2 separate regions of the Zea mays genome follow, and region 2 is linked to region 1. The links are chromatin contacts, called in public Hi-C maps. All regions are on one chromosome and are shown on one strand. The core of a region is the stretch at or near the end of the contact, and the rest is flanking DNA. Distances in the headings are between cores, read along the strand shown. Region 1 holds the start of LOC100273684 (Importin subunit alpha). Region 2 has its middle 26 kb from the start of LOC100216892.

Region 1 (6,957 bases), core at 4,064-6,563:
TGACATGACAAACACCTGAGACCAGACCAATGGGACCGAACCAAGGTTTTGGAGGACGACGCCACTACCCCAACTCTGACTAGCCCCAACCACTAGGCCAAGGCACAATGGCACAGCCGCCATTCCAAATGGGCATCTGCATGTACAATATCACATCAGAAATCACAATTTGCACAGCCATAGACCTTACACCACCCAAGTTTTGCTCAAGATCGCTAGAGAGCATACCTTCAGCCGAAGTTGAATCCACCTGATGGAACAGAGGGCTGGTTCCCAAAGTTGAAGCCATTCTGGGGATTGTCGCCAGAGGGCATGGCATCATCTTCCTCCTCTAGCCAGTAAGATTCGAGCATCTTGACAGCCTTCTCATATATCTCAGTGTTGTCATGGCTCTGTAGGTTCTCAATCTTGTCCAGGCCCTCAGCATCATCAATCATCTGTGCGTAAACATTGACATCGCCTGCACCAAGATTTTTCTCTGCCTCGCCAACTTTCAGGATGTTCTCAAGACCCTCCAAGCAAACTGTTACAATTCTGGGATCCGGGCAAACAAGCAGATCACAGAGTGGCTTAATGCAACCCTGGGCAACAAGGTACCTACATTTTATAAAGTAGCCAATGTTATCACAAATAAAAAATAAAATGATGAAGCACACTACTACAAATAACACAACGAACTAAGAAGATAAAGTTAAAACCAGATATTTACATACTTGATCTGATCATGTGTGCCACCAGAAGTGGCATTTGAAATTGCCCAGGCTGCTTCTTTCTTGATGTCAAATTCAGCAGTTTGCAGAAGTTGCACCAGAGGTGCAATTATGTTTGCATTAATCACGGCCTGCAGCCATATGAAAAGTAATTTAGGAAGAAACCAAACAGAATGGTGGAGTTGAATAAGAAGCCAACCAAACAGAGTGGAGTTGAATAAGAAAAACCAACAGGTGATATCATTGAAGTTACTGGGACTATGGGAGAAAATGTTCGTTTACTGAAATGAATTTCAAGTCACACATCAACCCTTCTTTGAAGAAATGGCATATGCTTAATCAAATCAAATATGCACATGATTATGGAGGACTTGATTCATCAATAGAACTTTAAGCACACAAACCTGAATCTGTTCCCTGTTACCAGCTGTGATGTTTGAGATTGTCCAGCATGCTTCTTTCTTGATGCTTTTCTTGTGGTTGGTGGTCAGTAGGTTCAAAAGGCATGGAAGTGCTTGATTGTCAATGACACACTGCAGGAAGGGCAAATAATAATGATAAATACAGAAACATTTAAGTTCAGTTGAATATGAAATGTCAATATGGTACAACAGTGTGGAAAGCTAATTTTGAAAAGATTATTTGAATGGAAGTCGCAAGGAATTCTTGTCATCAAGGCTGACATCCAATCCAATAGGACCAATTATATGGATAGTTGCAAGTAAGCTTAAGAACCTGTAATCATCAAGACCTACATCCAATAGCACCTGCTAAGCAGTACTGCAGAAGTGCATTTGTAGTAAACTAGCATTTGAACTATAAAAGAGAGAAGTTTCAAAAGAACTATAACCTTAGGTTTAACGAATCAGCCAATTGATTAAACATCAACTTAGTGTGTGTTTGTGTGTGTATGTGGATATTTAAAAAAAACTGCATCTCTACAGGAGATGCAATCAGGTGACTTAGTCTGGCAGAATAATGAATTGCATAGAGAGAGAGATGCAATGAAACTAAGGGCAGAAGTATACATACAAGATAGGGAGATAGACTAACATGTAGATATGAATGCAACAATATAATACATGTTTATTTCTTGCTAAACCAAAAATAATAATAATGATTCCAGTGTGTGTAGAAGTTTCTGTTCCATCCAATATTAATTTGACTGCTAGATAAGGTATCTAGCGGATATAAATTGTTTAATCTGCAGTCATTGACAAAAGAAGCTTTCACGTCTATTCACCAGCATGAACCCATATGGGCACCATGATTAATCTGCAACAATTTACAATGCTACCCAGGACAAGAAGCTTTCACATCTAGTCTAGGCCAAGGCCAGTATTGCACCTACATCACGGAATCAACAATCAAGAACATCATACAAGGGTAGACTAATTTGAACCAGTGTGATGGACTGGTGAAAACACACATTCTAATAACCAGAATACAGATAAATGTAGAAAAAAAGGAAAACATTAAAAAGAGGTCCAACATGCCAATTGAGTTTACCTGAGTCTGCATGTCGTCCCCAGTTACGATGTTACCCACCGTGCGCAGAGCTGGAATCAGTACAGAGGCTGAAGGATGCCTAAATAAAAGTTCAGGTGTTATGATCTCAATCATCTAGCATCATAAAACTTCAGAATGATACAAAGAGCAACATATATGAAAAGGAGCATTTGTAATTATACCCCTTTCTGGTCTTATGAAACCGGTCGAAAACGAATACTTATTCGAATATCAATTTTTTGGTCGTTTTTCTTTGATTGCGAATAAATAGCATATAGAATCTGTTGTACAAATTTGTATTCTTGTTTTTAACATTGATCTTAAAAATTATAAAAGATAAACCTCAAATTTATCATGTTTTCTCAAATGATAGATATAAAATTTGGATGCAGATACGTATACGAATTCTGATATTTGATTACCTTTTTGGGGTGTAGAGAGCAAATAATGCATAAAATACATTTATGCAAAAAAAAATATTCTTATTTGTAATAATGTGCTTGATAACATAAGAAAAGATCAGCATCAAATTTCATACGTACCTATTTTTAAAATATTAAATTTGTCTGAACTATTCGGATATCTACTTTCATACCTCCTTACAATTGTAATTTTACCCCTCATTTTTTAACTATGATTTTACCCCTCCATTTTGAAAATGAAGCTATGGCATACCCTTGCACCGTTACGTGCAATTGGCAGTGTTAATTCTGATGCGAAAAGACAAAAATGTGCATGCAATTTGTTGTGATTTTACCCCTCATTATATTATGTAATTGTGATTTTACTCCTATTTGGTTGCGCCAGTACAAAATAGGAAGGTAGTTCAAACCTTTCACCATTTCTTCTCATTTTTTATCACTAATTCTGATTTTCACTAACGACGTTGAGAGGGAGGGGCAAACGGTAGCTTCGTTTTAAAACAGATGGGTAAAATCACAAAGTTGAAAAACAGAGGGTAAAATCACAATTACAAGACCAACGAAGGGTATAATCACATTTGTCACTATAAAAATGCACTTACATCAGAAGTTCCACAAGGCGAGGGAACACGCCAGATTCAATAACAGCTTGGATTTTGTCATTAGTCCCATCAGATAGGTATGATAGAGCCCAACAGGCATCAGTTAGGACCTCCTCATCCTGAGAGTGGATAAGTTGCTGAAGTGCTGGCAATGCTGGTTTGACCTACTCAAGCATGAACAAAACAAACCAATATCATTTGAAGGACCAACTTTGGCCAAAACAACTGAAACAAATAATCCCAGATAGAAACCTGATCAAAGTTCGGTTGTGGCTTCCCACGGCAGAAGTTTGATAGTGTCCATGTGGCATTCCTCAGCATCGAGAGCTTAGCATGCTCATTAAGCTGTTGCAGCAAGGGGAATAGCCCACCATGGCCTAGCACCAGATCACGGCACTTTGGGGAGTCACCAGCAACATTACCTAAAGCCCATACAGCCTGCAAAACACAAAAAAAAAAGAACCTAAGCACCACTCTACATAAATCTCATATAGAAGAGTGTAACTATTGTAATTCAGTGCATGCCTGTTCACGAACATCCTCGCTATTGGAGTTGAGGAGCTTAACAAAGATGGGCACAGCACCACTCTCAACCACCACCTTAGTGTTCTCTGATGTGCCTGATGCAATGTTGGTGAGCGCCCATGCAGCCTCAAACTGCAGCATATGTTACATATAGCAAGTTGCTACTGATTAATAAGAGATAAAATGAAGTAAAGCCATGTGATTGATCAGGATGAGTGTTCCCAAACCTGGAGTTGTGGATGGTCCTCACGTGTAAGGAACTCAATGAATCGGGGCACGACTCCTGTGCTGATCACCTCTTCAATTGGGGGACTACGCTCTAGAGAAATTTGACGAAACTCACTCAGTTACAACTTAACTTTCACATAAGTTGCAGTGTGAATTAAGAAAGAAGTATCATGCACTCATCTAGATTTTCGCCAGCAAATGAGAACTCATCAATATTCACCAGCAAATACAAAAAAACACAGGATAATAACAGCTGCTATCTTGGAAGTACAAAAATATGAAAAGGGGCATGCGTCATGCAGCCTCTCCATGACCCTTTTTTAGACCATTCTCTCCGGTTTAAAAAATAATAATGAAACAAGTGTACATATATTATATATACATGGATGCAACAATAATGGCCAGAGCAGCAAGCAGAATACTACCGAAAAAAATAGAATAGTTGTTCATGAAATCAAATACTTAGGGAGCATAGCTTGTTTTCAAACTTCTGGGCATACATGTATGCACGTTGCAGAGGCTGAAGGGAAGGGTTTGTTTCTTTGAGGAGACAGTAAATTCAGAAAATTAGAGGTGCAACAGCTAATTTTGCCAGCTCGCAATCCACAAGTCAACCTTTACACGAGAGTTACCTGAAAACCCACAAATGACCATGCCCTCACGCATGGCCTAATACTACTCGACAAATCGCGCAAATCTCACCACCAAACTGTCCATCCGGAAAAGGTAACTGTACATAAGATCCGAACCTCACCTATGGAGAGCAGCTTCCTGAACTGCGTGGTGGCCTCAAGCTGCACAGTGGGGTCGTTGGAGTGAACGGCCTGTACCATCGCCGGCAAGCCATCGAGCTGCAGAAGAAGGCAAGGAGAAAATCAGATCCGAACCCGTCAGATCGAGTACCACCCCATCAGCCAAACCCTAACCAAGAAGGCGGATCAGATCGGAGCCAGAAAGAGCGAGCAAGGGGGCGCCGCACCTTCTGCTGGAGTGCGGTGGAGTGGCCCATCGGCGGCACGGCGCCGGCGGCGGGGAACCCATCGCGGCGCTTCTTCTGGAGGCTTTCCTCTCGCTTGGCCTTGCGGATGTCGACCATCTGGCCCTCGCGGCGGCGGCGGCTCTCCTCGGCGTCCACCGTCTGCTTGTAGTTGCCCTTCCGCATCTGCTCCCGCTCGCTCGGCCGGAGCGACATCGCGGCAAAACCCTAGAGGGACCCGGCGGTGGCGGGCGGGGAGTGGGAGCGTGGGCTGGTTCGCGCAGCCACGCACGCACGGCAAGACCGACCCGAGTACCCGACTCGATTTCGAATTGGGGAACGGGAAGGGTAAGAGGGAGTCGGAGATGGGGAGCTCTATATAGGCGGAGGCGGTGTTCCAACCGGGCCAGCAAACAAGAGAATGGGGGAGTAGGGCCAGACGTGCTCGTGGCTACCTCGGTTTATGGTGGGTCGTTTGATTTTTTTTTTTTTTTTACAGCAGGGTCGACATTATAGAAGATGTTTGATTTCTAAAAATAAAGTTTTAGTCTCTCTATTTTATTATATTTTAGTCTCTAAATTATTTAGGGTGCTTAATTTATATTGACTAATTTGTAGTCTCACCATTTTATTTTATTTTAGTCTCTAAATTATCCTGCAATTTAGAGACTATAATAGAATAAATTAAAATAAAGGCATTAAAATTAGTCTCTAAAAACCAAACACCCCTAGTTCGGTTCGTTAACGAGTCAGCTCGTGAGCTAAACGATCTATCACATTTTAGCAAAATGAAACTATATGTATATCATTTACGTAACAATTGATTAACATGTTATTTGTATGTGTCGTGTGTATGGCATATAAGTTAAATTAATGATTGATGAATTGTGTCTATATGTTAAATTAGTCTATATGAATATATTTGTGGGTTAAACTGATTAATATGAGTGTGAATTGTGAAATCATGAGTGATGAGTTGTGTTAATTTGCTATTACATTGATGTGATATGTGAAACTATTAGTATAATTACTATTTTCTATTATTAAATTAGTTTAAAATTAACTAGAAATCTATATATATATATATACTTTATTAATCTATTAAGAACATAATGTAGGCACATGGTGCTACCACGGCTTCACCCTCCTTGATGTTTAGACATAAACAATAACTAGGTATGTGCTTGTGTGTTGCCACGAGCGTAAATTAGATTGGGTGTGAGATATTAATTGACCTAATCCAATCATAGTCACATACCTAGGCGAGGGAGCGACACCTATGCTATAAATATAATTATTGTTTATTTCTAAACACTAAGTTATGTGTGATGGCTAGCCCCAAATTTCTAAAGTATGGTGCATGGGTTCGAGTGCTCGCTCTACACTATTTTTGCGCGTGGGTGTTGGGCGTGCGATGGGTCCAGAGCCTAGATTGTCAGCGCGTAGGATGAAGTCGTAGTAGCACTAGGTGTCCACATTAGCTTCTTAATATAGTAGTATATATTATATAAAAATAGTACAGAGCAAGCACTCGAACCCACACCCACTGCTCCAGAAAATTTGGGGCTAACCACTAGACCACACATGCATTTGTGTTTAGAAATAAACATGAGCATGACAAGCATCAATACCAACATCCCTACATCTATAAAAAAGAGACACGCTCGATAATAGATGTAGAGCATTCATTCAATTTAATTACCTTAGCATTCAAATCATCATTAGCAGACTTAAGACATTTTATTGAAGAATGACAACCAGGTAGCTATGTAGATAAATTCCATTGTTTTTAGTTTGTAAATCAAGGGCCTTTTCTACACTAAAAAACTATCATGTTTGAAAGTCGCCTAGAGGGGGTGAATAGGCAAATCTGAAATTTATAAACTTAAGCACACACTACAAGCCGGGTTAGCGTTAGAAATAAATGTGAGTCCGAAAGAGAAGGCGAAAACAAATCACACGCGAATAAGAGCGGATGACACTAT
Region 2 (6,752 bases), core at 107-2,606, 160 kb after region 1:
CAAAAGGGGTAAATAAATCATAGACGAATTATATTATATTTACTTAATATGTTGAATCATTGAATACAATAATACCTCTGCCTTGGCAAAGGTTGAATTCCAGAATATGCGATTGCAATTACTAGAATGCGTGAACAGTAAAGGAATACTGTTCACTATTTATAGGCACAGGACGCAGCCTGTGAGGAATTACAAATATGCCCCTTATAAAAACTTACAACATTGACTCATACCTTTATGGACTAAAAGGTCATTCTATCTTTAAGTCGGTTTGTAATGCCGAAGCTTCACGAAGAGGAACCTTCGGTCATCTTATACAAACAGCTTCAGCTGAATACCGCTTCTTCCTATAAGACCTTCGGCGACGAAGCATAGGCCCAACACTCAGCCTCCTCGTATTGTATCGAAAGTTCAATTAGATGAGGAGGGGGCTACGATAGGATGGAAGAGATGCTTGACGATATACATCATGAGCTTCTACCCGTCGATTCCGAGAACCCCCCTCAACCCCTCGATTATGAGGATCCTCCTACGATGTGGTTCAGAAGTTCTTCGAGCTCCTTAAAGCTGCCAAAGAGTCGTTGCACGAGCACATCAAAGTGACTGTCCTTGTTTTCGTGACTTGACTTATGGCTATTAAGTCTAAGTTTGCATTCTCAAACAACTGCTACCAGGAGCTTCTGAACTTGTTTGCATCTGCATGCCTGAAAATGGTGCAATGGAGAACATAGAAGTTATGATGCGGAAATTACGCATGAGCACATGCCTTGTCATAAATATGGGCTATATCGGCCACTCGGAGGTTGTCCAATAAAGGGACAATTTCATCTCAACACACATCAAGCAGAAATTAGTCATGCATAGGTTCCATTTCTTTATATTACGATACATGCATTTACGCTAGAATCATCGAGCTATATTATATAATAAAATACACTTTCTCATGTGACATAAACCACTAATACAATATTTTATACTAATTAATATTATTTCGGGTGATAAATAATATGAAATGTTCTTATTGCTAAGGGATTAATAATTCCCTCGGAAATTACAAATTTAGGTTATCCATGGACCCCTAAATGAACTAAAACAACCTAATTAAATCATATAATCACATTTTGACCGTCGGAAATAACATACTAACTAATTTTTAATATACAAATGAATTAATTCTACATAAAATAACTATAATTAAACAATGCATACATGCAATTCTAATCTAAAAACAGAATACTCTTACTTAGCGATGGCGGTGGCATGTCGGTGATCGTGTGGAGCGGGTGGTGTTAGGGGACACGAGGACGGCGTATGCAGAGCGCAGTCCGAATTTGAAGGCACGTGGACGGTTGGCGGAGTCGGACTGCAGGAGCGCCTTGGACAGCGACACAGGACTGCAAATGGTTGGCGGCATCGGACCTTGGTATAGATGTCCAAACGTTCATGCCGGGCCGACTCGGCCCGGGCACGATTTGACCCGGCATGAAATGAACGTGTCCAAGGGCCTGAATCATATGTCGTGCCGTGCCGGGCTGGCCCGTGGGCTACAGTAGCCGGTCCAGACCCAACACGGCTAAGCTTACACGGGCCGGGCTAGGCCGGAGGCACGATGGGCTATTAGTGCCGTGCTCGGGCCCGAGCCCATAAATAGGTTTGTACTCAAAAAACATAAACAATTTCATACACAGATTTCTACACACATTTCAGTAATATACATAGAATTAATTAAAACTGGAGCCTTAGTGCAATGTTGCCTTGTTAAAAACCTTCCTAGGTAAAAACTCACACCTCGTGTGAAAACTCTAGGAAGAAAAAGAGTACAACCAGTTCCTTATAGAGTTATAGTTCAACTGTTTAAGTGCCCATTACAGTCCATTACATAAATCATGAGTTCAAGTTCTAATTCTCCTGTTCCTTGTCACTTCAACTCTTTCTTGTTCCTTTCTCTTGATCCCATAAACTGTTTCTTGTTCATCATCCAGGCACAAAGATTCAAAAGCCACTTCTAGTTCCTCACCTGTATGTGCAACTTCTATAGGTCTTAAACCAAGCAACCTCTTTTCTAAACACCAGTCACAATTAACAAAATGAGCAACTACACTTATGTAATCCTCTTTGGCCTTGCCAGACCAAATATCAGAGGTTAAAGCAACAGAGGATACATATTTTAAGACCTCAATTAGTTGTCCAGCACGATCATTAAAGAGTATAATTAAATCCCTTGCAGTTGTTTGCCTAGATGACTTAATGAACCTAGGATTATGAGCATGGGTAATGTATTCCTGGAAAGCATCTGATTCACCAAATGAAATAGGCAAATCTAATCTAGCAATCAAACGACAAAGCACAGATCGTGCAACACTAGCATAGTACTCCCATGTAATAACAGAACCATCAGTATTAAATCTAAGAACAGACTAGACAATGCCAGCTTTCTCCTTTTCTTTCTTAGTTAAGCAATGCATCGAGTGTCTGATCAAGTGCCCAGTACCAGAAGAAGACTTAGCAGATAAACTTTGCTTGTAGTAATGGCAAACGACATCGACTCTTACCTCCTTACCTCCCTCCATGGCAGTCACTTCTTCAAAGTCTTGCCAGACTTTGGACGTCAGTCCCCTCCTCCTCGAATGGGTGGCTGGGTTGGGGCGGGATCCAAAGCCACTGGTTGCCTCGATCGTGGGGCTCGTCGGCATGGATCCAGTCGCGGTTCCCGCTTCAACGACACCAGCACCAGCGACGAGGAACTGGAGTGCATCATCGGTTGTGTTCTCGTCTTCTAGCCTCCTCTCCTCATCCTCGACGATTGGGTCTAGCTCCTGGACGTCTCCAATGGATGACATCACCAGCGGCTAGCCCAACCCGTCACCTCGTCGACGTCTCCGGCTCCTCACGACGAGCGGCACCAACCAGATGGCCGACGTCCTTCACATGCAGAGAGGAGAGGGACAGGGACTTAGTGAGAAACAAATAATCGAAGAAAAACAAACGAAATCGAGGATTAGGGTTTAGAGATTCATACTTGCTCGCCGGAGCACCAGATCCACCGATGAGGCAACAAGAGGAGAGGAGACACGAAGACCAGAGCAAGTAGATCGAGGATTAGGGTTACAGAGAGGGTCGTCGGAGGGATAGGAGAGGAAGGATTAGAGCACCGGTCACCAGATCGACGGAACCGTCAATGACCGGCACAACGCACAGGCTCGCCGGCGAGCAGAGGGGAGCGGACGAGGGAGAGGCGGAGCCGTCGAGCAGAGGGGAGCGGACGAGGGAGAGGCGGAGGCCGATACCCGACAGCACCACAGTCACCAGATCTTCAGATCCGTCGACGAGGGAGAGGCACAGGCTCGCCATCGATCGGAGGGGAGCGGACGAGGGAGAGGCGACAACCGATAGCGTGGGAGAGACGCGAGAGCCGAGAGCGAGAGGAGAGGCCGAGGGGAACGGATTAGGTTTAGGTTTTCGAGGGGGTGGCGGGCTGGCGGCTTAACATCCGCTTCTTAGGCTGGCTGTTACCGGGCCGGCCTCTTTGCCGTGCCGGGCCTGCACTGCGGGCCGGCATGCCTGCCCAAGCACGGCACTGTGCCCGTGCCGGGCTGGCCCGGGCACGGCTCCAAGCGGGCCGGACCGTGCTCGTGCCAGACCTCTATAGTGCCGAGCCGCGTGCCGCCCGACGGGCCGGCCCGTTTGGACAACTATAGACCTTGGTGCATGCATGGGCGGCGTTTGCAGGCGCAGGCATGATCAGGTGGCCGCGTGGGCGAGGGCAAGAGGCCACAACCAGCACCAGACAAGGGCGGGGCATCCGGCGACGCAGGACGACGGCGGAAGCACGAGCACAACATGTTGTGTGTCGTGTGTCGACGTGACAGAGAGGAAAGAGTGAATTGGAACGACGGTCGCGGTGCCGTTACCTAAAAATTCCTCCGACAACCATCAGAGATAAGTTTAATGTCCGACGACTATTAGAAAAGCCGTAAGACATAAGACTGATGAACTCTGAGGGCCAGATTGAGTTGTCGGACATAAGCTGAATCTCTGACGACTGCTCTTTAAGCTGTTGGAGATAAGGCTGTTGTCGGAAGTATATCGGTTTCCTACTATGGCTAGCTAACTATTAGCTAATTTTGAACTATTAGTCTGTTTACATGTCTTCAACTAATTTTATCAGCTAACTATTAACTCTAGTCCATTCAAACATGAACGTAGTATCCAATATAAAGCAGAAATGCGCTATCCATTATTGTAGCAAGTGTATGGAGAACCGATGTGGTGTTCTAAAACCTCCTAATTGGTTGCCGGCAGCCACGGGCCTCGCTCGCGCGGGCCTACACCAGTGAAAATGGGCGCGAGTTACTTCCCGGTGCATGTAGGTTAACAAGCATAAAATGGCTTCGTCTACACCCGCACGTATAGGCTCGGGCGCTGCCGTGCAGCCAACCGATTAAGAACATATAGGCGCGGTCAACGCATATGTGAAGAGAGCCTGGGAGCTGGACAAGCAATCACGCAGAAAACTGAACGTGAGAAGCCCGTTCTGAACTCTGGCTGCGATCGCATTCGTTCTCTTGTCCCTTCTCCGAGAGTGAGTATGCGTCATGCAGAAATCCCGGCGCAATATTCGTAGCGAAAACGAGACGATGAACGAAGCGAGAATTGTGTGAAACGATCGACAGCGAGAAAGAAGCTGAAGCCCCAGGAGTTGAGCAGCTATCGGAGCAGTACGTGTGGCCTCTGGGCGCCGTTCGTGGCCAATCTGCTTTGTCTCCTGTTGCCCACCAGGCCACCACTAGAAGCTGGCACCAAGAACAGCTTGTCGTATCCTTCGCTTCAAGTCTAGGTTCAGTGACCCTACCGACGACAACTCGGGAGCTGCATGCAGCCTCTGATGGAAAATTAAAGATTTTTACTAGGTCTGTGCCCGTGCGTTGCAACGAGAGTAAAAAATAGATATAGATCGACAAATATCACTATGATATACCAAATCCAGACAAGTATATAGCTTTTGTTCATAGCAAAAGGCATATAAAGCTGATGAACAAGATTAGCTCAAAAAAATATGATACCAGCAAGAATAAGATTGCTAGGAAACTCGATTACATTTACTTCAACAAAGGTTCCTCAAAATACTCTATTCTTGCAGCTGGTTCTGTCATAAAGGTTATTTTACATCTTACAGGTTCACTATAAATCAATCACAAGAAACGAAAGTCTACGTCATGAAACATGACACATCAGATGAAATAAACATCAAAATGTCCATTCAAGGTCAAGACAATTGGTTCGAGCGCAACTGAAACCATGCATACATAAAATTTACAGCTATAGCTAATCGGTGATTAGTCAAGGCAGCGCAGGAGGTACTCAACTTCGACATCCTTGGTCTGTGGCATCACTCACGGATCATATAGCTTGGAGAGCACTTTAGGATCGACCTTGCACTCACTATCAGTGGCATTCTGCTCAAAGATCCTTGCCTTATTCTCTACTCTATAGTAAACAAGACGTAATGGTAAAGTAAGACAGAACATGATTAGAGGTAGGATCAATGGATAAAAAATGGAATGGTCAAATAATTTGGTTGTTACCTCGCCGATCTAAGTTAGTCGTTTGTAAAGGTCCTGTTGAATACAAAGCCTGAGGTTTCTTTTGATGACGATCTCTACATATAGTTGGATTGCAGAGGATAGGTAATTGTCTTCACCTATCACAATGAAAAGGTAGTGAATTAAGAACTAAATGAAGTAAGGAAGTAACATAGCTACAATTCAGTTATCAACAGGAACTAACTAATTGTATGAACAGGAAGGTACGACCAGTTGTAAGCTCTACTCTATACAGTTTAGTACTATGAGTAGAATCAGGCACTGAAATTAGCTGGAGCATGAGCAAAGGGCAGTCGTTATATAAAGATATCCGTACTACTAAATAGTCTCGAGGGTTTAGGGTTGAATCATCCATTGATCTCGAGGGTTGAATCATCCACGACACGAATAGAACCTTTAAACGGGCCATGAGTGGAATCATACTTGAACATATAGGCCTGGAAAGGGGGAGATTATATAGAAAACACAAACAATACCAAACCTCATGCATAGAAATTGACAGTTGTTAAACCAACAGTGAAGTAAAAAATGTAATAGAACTAAAAAATCTGCTGGTTCCACATTAGCTGCATTGTTCCCGTGAACAATGTGCATTCACTTGACATACAGAATTTGGAAGCTTGTTGGAAGAATAGAAAACAATGTTTTTGTAAAGAAAAAGAAAAAAAAGAAAAACAACATGAAGGATCAGTATAGCAGTTATTTTGTAAAGCTACCGCATGCATATCATACTTAAGCAAGTGAAAGCACATGAAACATAACATAATGGGCTAACATGAATTTTGGTTTGCTTCTGATTAAAGAGAATTATTTCAATTGAGCTAGTGTTGTAGTCAGGGCCGTAACTGTGTATCTCTGCTCAGGTAGAGCAGTTCCCAAATGATCAGAAGGAAAATGCAAACAAAACTCTTAATTAGCTCATTGTTGTCAAATGAAACGTCCAGAATCTGACATGTGAAATATTATAACCAAAATAAGAATTAGCTTCCTTACCATGTACTTAGCATCAATGAAAGGGTCATTCACAGCCACGACTTCAATATCATCTCTGCTGGTTGCAATTCGCAAGACCAACCTGCCAATCCGCCCAAACCCTACAATAACAAGAAGGGGGGAATAACAAATCAGAAATAGGATCTGATATAATTC

The links. A called contact is a pair of places that touch in the nucleus more often than the background predicts.
Region 2: a contact with region 1 is called in a Hi-C map of leaf, with 6 times the contacts expected there. The contact joins the enhancer-like site here to the promoter of LOC100273684 in region 1. A contact is called at or near these places in 2 of 25 Hi-C or Micro-C datasets (endosperm and leaf).

Annotation. Positions count from the first base shown.
Region 1 is chr6:138,301,685-138,308,641 of Zm-B73-REFERENCE-NAM-5.0, forward strand. It overlaps LOC100273684 (Importin subunit alpha), which reads right to left and starts at 5,314. Exons shown (of 11, transcript NM_001148096.1): 1 at 4,976-5,314; 2 at 4,751-4,847; 3 at 3,996-4,087; 4 at 3,769-3,900; 5 at 3,496-3,681; 6 at 3,244-3,407; 7 at 2,220-2,298; 8 at 1,115-1,243; 9 at 714-841; 10 at 229-597; 11 at 1-136. The coding sequence starts at 5,188. The coding sequence ends at 231.
Region 2 is chr6:138,466,650-138,473,401 of Zm-B73-REFERENCE-NAM-5.0, forward strand. It overlaps the pseudogene LOC100191196. Among protein-coding and RNA genes, the nearest start is that of LOC100216892, 26 kb to the right of the region's middle. Within about 2 kb of position 1,357, at least 13 of the 20 cell types and tissues checked have an H3K27ac peak or open chromatin away from gene starts, as enhancers often do. A contact at or near this core is called in endosperm and leaf, where this site is marked.